3 separate regions of the Zea mays genome follow, and all the other regions are linked to region 1. Evidence: chromatin contacts called from public Hi-C data. All regions are on one chromosome and are shown on one strand. Each heading gives the region's core, a stretch centred on a gene start, on an enhancer-like site or on the middle of the called end of the contact. The rest is flanking DNA. Distances are from core to core; before and after follow the strand shown.

Region 1 (2,796 bases), core at 197-2,696:
AAGCAAATGAACTGGAGGAATCTGCACCTCAACCAAAGGCAACTCGGCATGTGTTTCAGGTGCTGCAGTTGAATCTCATCCTTGTTATTCATTTAGGCCTTGTTCATTTATTTCAATTCCATGTGGATTGAGTGGGATTGGGGTGCATTTTGACTTGTTATGGATTTAAAACGACTCAATCCCACCCAATTCACATGGTTTAACATCAAAACGAACAAGCCCTTACATTTTTTTTTTGTTTTAATGGGATTGCTTTCTAACTAAATTTGCATTTTTAATGCAGGCATTGCAGTACCTATTAAAACTATGCAGCCATCCCTTGCTTGTAACTGGGGAGAACCCCCCAAATCATCTTGTGGATCTTCTGAATGAAATAGGTCTGGGATCTGGCAGTGAGCTTCATGAGCTTCACCACTCACCTAAGCTTGTTGCTCTTCAAGAAATACTTCAAGAATGTGGTATAGGGTCAGAAATATCTAGTCCTGATGCTTCTACAGCTGTTGGGCAACACAGAGTTTTGATTTTTGCTCAGCATAAGGTATGAAAACCTATCGAAATTTGAGATGGTTATTTTGTCATTCCAAGGCCTTTCGTTCTGTCATCCTTTCAAGTGGGGAAAAAATCTTGTCTCACGGTCCAACTTTCTTTCCTTCAGGCTTTTCTTGACATCATAGAGAAGGACCTGTTTCAATCTCATATGAGAAGGTGAGTTATATGACATTTTATTTCTTGTGCTGGGTCCATGTGTTGATCTTGCTGTATGGTATGGGCTTCTGCTGCATTCCTTTGGTTGTAGTGATTATTCTTTGAGCAAATCATCTAATTAAGAAAACTTGATGTTTTGCAGTGTCACATATTTGCGGCTGGATGGCTCTGTTGATCCAGAGAAGAGATTTGAAATCGTTAAAGCATTCAATTCAGACCCAACCATTGATGTACTTCTGCTAACAACCCATGGTATGTTTAGGAAGCTGTGGAATTGTTCATTGATATGTTGGGAAAGCTTGGTCTGATTCTTTCTTTTTGCAGTCGGTGGGCTTGGCTTGAACTTGACATCTGCCGACACATTGGTGTTCGTGGAACATGATTGGAACCCAATGAAGGACCTTCAGGTAAGTTTTGTGTTTCTTTGTATTTTTCATGAGGATTTTTCGTTTAGTCATCATAGCCTTGTCTGTCTTGTAGGCTATGGACAGAGCACATCGATTGGGTCAAAGGAAAGTGGTGAATGTTCACCGTCTCATCATGCGTGGCACCCTTGAGGAGAAGGTGATGTCTCTCCAGAGGTTCAAGGTGTCAGTCGCCAATGCTGTCATCAATGCTGAGAACTCGAGCTTGAAGACCATGAACACTGACCAGCTGCTTGATCTGTTCACATCAACCCCTGCTTCAAGAAAAGTAAGGCAGTTCGTTTGTTTGTTCTTTGCTTTCGTGGGAAATGTTTTGTTTTTCTGATCCATTCTCTGGCCCGTGTATCAGGCAAGCGACGAGCAGAGTAAGAGGAAATCTGGTGGCAAAGGCTTGAAGTCCATTCTTAATGGTCTGGATGAGCTTTGGGATCAGTCGCAGTATGCCGATGAGTATGATCTGAACCAGTTCCTGGCGAAGCTGAACGGCTGAGCCACCACCGGCTGGCTCGTGTACAGTGTATAAAGCAATTTGGGGCAGGTTAATTTTGTTGTTGCTGTTGTTTGATAGAGGAAGGAAAAGATTAGATGCTAACAGATATAGGTGGTGGTTGGGGTTACGATCTCAATTTTTTTGGTTTCCATCTTCCTCAATTTTTGTTTTGAGGAGTTGTATATACTCTGCTCACCTATAATCAAAGCTGCAGCTCTTATCAGAATTTCCCTTGATTGGTCATGGTGACTGTTCCATGTACTTTGTTCTGCCGCGGCCGTAGCTATATGGACTGCTGCAGCTGCAATTCATAGAAACAAAATACTTCATAGAAACAAAATATTGTAGAAGCCGCATTTGGATTAAAGACGCGGCAAGTCGCAGCGAACCTGGAAAGGTGAATGCTGATATGCTTGCACACTTTCTAGACCTATCGCTTGTTCAAACCATCTCAACCGATGTTGAATAAGTTTTTCTTCAATTAGTGTTCTAGTTGATGTTTCTTACTCGATCCAATCTTGTGTGCCCACATATCCAACGCAATATATGCATCTCTGCGACAGTTGTTGGATACACTGTCTCTTAGTAGACCAACATTCAACCCCATATAACATAGCAGGCCTAATCGTCGTCCTATAGAACTTGCCTTTCAACTTCTGTGACACTCTCTTGTCACATAGTACTCTCGGTGCTTGACGCCATTTCATCCATCCCTCCTTGGATCCTATAGCTAACATCTTCATCAATATCACAATATCTCTGTAGCATTAATCCCAAATAACGGAAGGTGTCCTTTGGTACTACCAGCCTACCAAACTTACAACTCAATCCTCACTAATTGTAGTACCAGTCATATTTCATATACTCGGTTTTGGTCTTGCTAATTCTAAATCCTTTTGACTCTAGGGTTCGATGATATAACTCTAGCTTTCTATTTACTCTTTCCCGGCTTTTATCTACTAGAACTACATCGTCAGCGAAAAACATGAATCCTTACACCGCTCCATGACCTGTCTCATTAAGAAAATTGCTTCCATGGTTGACCTTCCAGGCATGAATCCAAATTGATTCATGGTGGTATGCGTCATTCCTCTCAGGCGATACTCAATAACTCTCTCCCATAGCTTCATAGAGTGGCTCGTGAGCTTAATCCCTCGATAGTTGGTACAACTTTGA
Region 2 (2,796 bases), core at 113-2,612, 160 kb after region 1:
TCAGCCTCGGCCTCGGGAGGAGTCACAACCTCGCCCGACCTCAGCCTCGGCCTCAAGAGAAGTCACCGCCTCGCCCGACCTTGGCCTCGGACCGACTACGCCACAGGGGATACATCATTACCCTACCCCTAGCTAGCTGCCTTAGGCTACGAAGGAACAAGACCGGTGTCCCATCTAGATTACTCCGGCAACAGGTAATGATGGTTCCCTGCATGCGTCCATGACGTCGATTGTTCTCAAGCTCCCTACGAAGGCAAAGAAACGTCAGCAAGACCCAGGCCGCACCGCCAGCTGCGCTTCTACAGGGCTCAAGTACTTCTCCGCCGGCCACGTTAGCACATAGCTACACCCACATGTACAGCTGGACCATCTCCTTGTATCTATAAAAGGGATGTCCAGGGCCTTCCCAAAGGAGGCAGGCAGAGAAGGAGAGAAAACGCAGAGAAGGCTAACTCAGACGACTCACCTCAAGGGCGCACCCTCTCTCTCTCGCAACGCTTGTAACCCCTACTACGAGCACCCCGGTGCAAGATAATATAAGCCTCATCCTCCCCTTGTGTTCCATCTTGCATCTACCCATCTGGACAGGGACACGCAACGTCAAATTCACTAATCGGTTGAGGGTCCTCGCGGGTCCAAAACGCCGACAAATAGAGTGCCAGACATTCTAAGGCAATGTTAAAGCTTCAAAGATGTACCTCACTTTGTAGAATATGTTTCCAACTTGTTTCAGCTCTTCAAACACGAGTTTTCTCGTTTCCACCGTTGTTCGCGGGTTTCAGGTGTTTTTTGGGGTTCTGAAGCTATTGAGCGCTAGACATCGTTAAAGAACCATTAAGAAAACTAGGATGTATCATGGTTGAGATAAAAATCTCTAGCGAGTTTTTCTTCCAAACAAAGAGTTCTTTGTGTCTACTATGATCATCAACACAAATGATCATGGGTTTAGGCTATGATTGCAAAGTTAATTAATTGGCCTAGCACATCAAATATGTCTATCTGATCACTCGACTATATTTTAGGGTCTGTTTGGTTCAACTGTAAATTACTAAAAATCCGACTCTGACCATAAGTTCTGAGAAAGTTGAAGCGAGTTGACAATAGTAGTAATTTAGTTAAAACAACTGTTGAATATGATAGCTTAGTAACATGAATGATAAAAATTTGAAGTATTTGAGTAGGAAACGATTCTAAATTAAACTAACTCATTTAGTTGGAATCACAATTTTTTTGCAACGAGTCTGGTTTAAGTGAACCAAAGCCGATTCCAGCTCTCTAATTTCGAACTCGTTACTCACTGCTAAAAGACACGTCAGCCCCACACAGAAGCCGACATGTCCTGCTCCTCTGAATTCTGATCCGTGCGGTGCGGCCGTGCGGGTGTCCGTCTCCTCCATTGCGAAGCCGCGAGCTCCTGCGTCAACCAGATCACACGAACCAAACCAGCGCCTCCTCCCCCGAGTCTCACCGCCAGCGCCCATGGCGACACGCTACTGGATCGTGTCTCTGCCCGTGCAGTCACCTGGCGCCATCGCAAGCTCCCTGTGGTCTCGCCTCCAGGACTCCATCTCCCGCCACTCCTTCGACACTCCGCTCTACCGCGTAAGAGATCCCCTTTTCCGACCCCTCTCCCTCTCACTCTCCCGCCGGAATTTAGTTCTCGCGTCGCCTCACCGTATCCGCCATCTGCGCAGTTCAACGTCCCGGATCTCCGCGTCGGCACCCTCGACTCGCTTCTCGCCCTCAGCGACGACCTCGTCAAGGTTCCCCCCGCCGCCTTTGCTTCCCGCACGATCTCGATCTCCGTTTTCCCACCTCTAACGTCTGCTGCCCCGAGCACTAGCCTCTGATTCGATGCCATCTATACCCTGCCCGCAGTCCAATGTTTTCGTGGAGGGCGTGTCACACAAGATCCGGAGGCAGATCGAGGACCTCGAGCGCGCCGGAGGGGTCGAGAGTGGGACCCTCACCGTCGATGGCGTTCCTGTCGACACCTACCTCACCAGGTCTGCTGCCTAACTGCTATCTGTCCAGCCCAGGCTGCCCAGCTGATCGGACGCCTAAAACCAACCTTTTGTGTTGGCTCCGCGTTCAGGTTCGTGTGGGATGAGGGCAAATACCCCACAATGTCTCCGCTCAAGGAGATTGTTGGCAGCATCCAGTCACAGGTTGCCAAGATTGAGGATGATATGAAGGTTTGATTGCACGTCTTAAGTCTTATTACACAACTCCGCTCCTCTCTGCCTATCCTTTTTTGTGTCCTGTCCCGGCCTGCCCCAGTTTATCGCTGGTATAGCAACATCAACTCATTAGCTAGATGCTAGACTCACGGGTATTTTATTTGCTACTGTTGCAGTCCTGGTTGGAATTGAGGAGCTATGGTTGCTCTTCAGGCTTCACAACTGAAATACATGCAACCATATTCATATATGTATAATAAGAGGCCATGTTTTATACTTAGACGTGTACATTACGAAGGAGCTCAGTACAGTTGCCAAGATATTCTAGGGGATTTTTGCCTTCTTTCATGTCAATTCAACGTTATCACTACATTGTTCTAACCACTGTTTGTTTGACTATTAGATCTACTTCCACTTGTCCTAGCATATAGTTGTCACGTGCTTCTGATACAGATTTGTGGAGCCACTAGGACGCAAAGTGATGAGAAACCATTGATCACAGATTTTGTCAGGACTCGACAAACAAAAAAATCACGTTTCTCAGCTAAAATACCATTTGGTTCTTTGGCTGTGATTTTTGTTTTGCCCTCAGTTTTATGGCTCTCGGTTTTGCTGT
Region 3 (2,796 bases), core at 125-2,624, 150 kb before region 1:
TGCGGCAGTCATTGAGGCATCCTCGTCCTCCTCAGCCACAGGTGGGGGTGGCGGAGTGTTGGAACTCACTGATGCGACGAGATGGAATTGAAATTGGAATTCGAATTGGGTGATTTGGGACTTGAATTTCAGAGTTTTTCCGTACAAAAAACTGTCTATACTACACCCGACTATTTTGGGCTCTATGCATCTTCTTTTTCCCGACGCGTCGCCGCAACTGCACGCCGGTGAGACGCTACCGTGTCCATGGCGACCTCCATCTTTCCCTCTCCACGCCGTCTTAGCCATGATCGCCCCCGATCTCAAGCTAGCCCCATCTCCTGCTCCGCCACCCGTTTCAGCGGCGTCACCACCTTGCTACTGTCTCTTCCGACCTCACCGCCTTGGCCTAGTTGCCTCCCAAAATTTTCTTCTAAAACTGCCGGAGATGGAGGAGAAGAGAAGAAGAAAAGGAAAATTCAGTGTGTTCCAATACTGGAGTGAGTTATAGGTTTAGGAATAAGTCTGCGTAACATTGATATTTCGCCTTTAAAATTGATTGTTCAACCCTTCAGCTTTATAAACGAGACAAATAACCATTGGTCTGTTTTCGTTGACAGTTTTAATAATGTGGTACTGATTTAAGTAGCATAAATTTTGTTTTTTTAGTTCTATCATCTTATAGTATCCAAAATTTATATAATTTTACATAAAAACGCTAATTAGATATTATGTTGGCTCTAATTTATCTGAATTTTTAGTAGTAACAGATTATTTACTAGAAATAAAAAACTACATAAAAATTATACGCAGCATCGCTTGGAGGAGTTGGAGAAGGAAAAAAGGCACATATCGGCACATAGAAACTACATGTCCTTGATCTCCTGCCTCGAGAGCCTCGCAGGTCGGATCTGGGAGCTCAAAATTGAATACTTCTGCCGGGGGATCTGTCAGGCCTTCGTCGTTGTTACGTCCCATATCGAAGGCGGAATCGAACTGGAGGCCCTAAGTGAAGGTTACTGCGATGCCTGGAGTGATACAGAGCTTGCCGAAATGGTGAAAGCTGCGGAGCCCTTTGCTCGGAAACTGGGAGTCGCCCTGCTTGATTGCGCTCCCCCACGAGGGGTTAAGGAAAATTTGTGTCTTTGTAATGGTTTAAGGGATATAACTTTTTTTGACATTTCTTCAATTCTATGAACATCCGTGTTGGTTGGCACTGGGCCGAGCCTAGGTTGGCGTTCGCCCCCTTTTCCTGTGTCCGACCCCAAGAATAGTTCTGAAACATGTTTTATTAATAACCATCAAGGAATTACAAACAGGGTGTGGACTCGCTCCTGTCGGCAAACTACCATGGGCTCTCATCGGAGGCATCACGCCTGATGGCCCCTCTGGCTCCTGCCGCGTGTGGCGGCCCATTTCACTGGTGCTGCCAGTGGCACCTGTCCTTTCGGGAGGGCAGGGGTTGCGATGGTCGTGTGTCTTTTGTTCTCCTCGTCGTTGGGGGCACCTCCCTCGCCGCTCATTGGAGAGGTAGAGTCCGAGTCTGAATCCGAGCAGAGTGCATCGAAGATGAGGTCCTCGCTGCCGTCGACCATCCCTACAAACTCTAGATCGTCGGTAGTAGGGAGGTGGTCGTGGGCTACGTGAGCCGCGATCACCCCCTAGCGTGGCACAATGAGGTGGAATCATGCCAGGGCTGCCGCTTGGCTGCCGCTAGAGACGTCATGGCGGGGCAACCTTTTCTCGTCGTACATCGTGGAAAGCTCTATGTAGGACGAGAAGAAAGCCCACAGATCGTCGTATGAGGGGCTGGGTCGATGTGGATTGCAATCTGTCGCCTTATCTTGTCGGCCTCATAGGGTAAGGACGATCCTTGCCTCGTACCCTACCCCTGTGGGGCGGCATCCTTCGTTCTCCCCATTGTTGGGGTCCCTCCCTCACTGCTTGTTGGAGAGACAGGGTCTGAGTCCGAGCAAATTGCATTGAAGACGAGGTCCCCACCACCGTCGACCATCTCTATGAATTCTAGATCATCGGATAGTAGGTAGGTGGTCGTGGGCTAAGAGAGCCGTAATCACCCTCGGGGCGTGGCGCAGGTGAGGTGGAATCACGCCATGGCTGCCGTTAGAGCCGCCGGGGTGGGGCAACCTTTCCTCATCGTACAACGTGGAAAGCTCCGCGTAGGACGAGAAGAAGGCCCATATATCGTCATACGAGGGGTTGGGCCCCATGTGGATTGCAATATGTCGTCTTATATCGTCGTCCTCATAGGGTAAGGACAATCCTTGCCCTGTACCCTGCCCCTGCAGGGCAAGGCTAAGGCCGCCAAATGCTTTCGTAGTGGCGTTAGGGTTTTTGGGCGAAGGAGGCCGAGCGGGCGCCGCCCAGACCATCTCGCCTTCTTCGTTGATGATGAAGTCGAGGCCCCTGAAGCGGACGATCGCTCCGAGAGTGCAAACAATATGGGGCCGCCGCTGGCCCTCGTGGCAATGTCGAGACTCCTAGGCAGAAGGGGTCAGGCTTCTGGGGGCCTGACCATTTCCCCTTCGCCATCGAGGACGAAGTCGAGGTTCCCGAAACGGTCGCCATCTCGAGGGTCTGATCGGCGTTGTGACCGGCCATCTGGTGCCTAGAGAGTTCATCGAGAAAGCGCAAGGCCCCTACCTGGTGCGTCAACTGTCGGTTTAGAACCTGGCTCTGACAAGTAAATTTGTATGTGTGCGTTCTGGGTTCTGGATGATGTGTTCGGTGGGTGCAAGGTTTATACTGGTTTGAGCAGAACGTTCCTACATCCAGTCTTCGGTGGCTCGCGCTACT

What was found. Hi-C and Micro-C count contacts between places; a contact is called where the count stands out from the background.
Region 2: a contact with region 1 is called in a Hi-C map of leaf, with 2.2 times the contacts expected there. The contact joins the promoter of LOC100281241 here to the enhancer-like site in region 1. A contact is called at or near these places in 11 of 25 Hi-C or Micro-C datasets (bundle sheath, ear, endosperm and 3 more) and 1 of 3 datasets of contacts at active chromatin or transcription factors (leaf).
Region 3: a contact with region 1 is called in a Hi-C map of root tip, with 2.5 times the contacts expected there. The contact joins two enhancer-like sites. A contact is called at or near these places in 7 of 25 Hi-C or Micro-C datasets (ear, leaf, leaf mesophyll and 2 more).

What each region holds. Positions count from the first base shown.
Region 1 is chr6:178,722,386-178,725,181 of Zm-B73-REFERENCE-NAM-5.0, reverse strand. It overlaps LOC103630794 (TATA-binding protein-associated factor BTAF1), which reads left to right. Exons shown (of 29, transcript XM_008651860.3): 23 at 1-59; 24 at 284-538; 25 at 656-705; 26 at 848-957; 27 at 1,030-1,112; 28 at 1,186-1,398; 29 at 1,480-1,854. The coding sequence ends at 1,620. Among protein-coding and RNA genes, the nearest start is that of LOC103630794, 24 kb to the left of the region's middle. Within about 2 kb of position 1,446, at least 2 of the 20 cell types and tissues checked have an H3K27ac peak or open chromatin away from gene starts, as enhancers often do. A contact at or near this core is called in root tip, where this site is marked.
Region 2 is chr6:178,559,693-178,562,488 of Zm-B73-REFERENCE-NAM-5.0, reverse strand. It overlaps LOC100281241, which reads left to right and starts at 1,362. Exons shown (of 11, transcript NM_001154160.2): 1 at 1,362-1,602; 2 at 1,695-1,763; 3 at 1,879-2,006; 4 at 2,096-2,195. The coding sequence starts at 1,480.
Region 3 is chr6:178,870,714-178,873,509 of Zm-B73-REFERENCE-NAM-5.0, reverse strand. No RefSeq gene overlaps it. Among protein-coding and RNA genes, the nearest start is that of LOC103630796, 6.1 kb to the right of the region's middle. Within about 2 kb of position 1,374, at least 17 of the 20 cell types and tissues checked have an H3K27ac peak or open chromatin away from gene starts, as enhancers often do. A contact at or near this core is called in root tip, where this site is marked.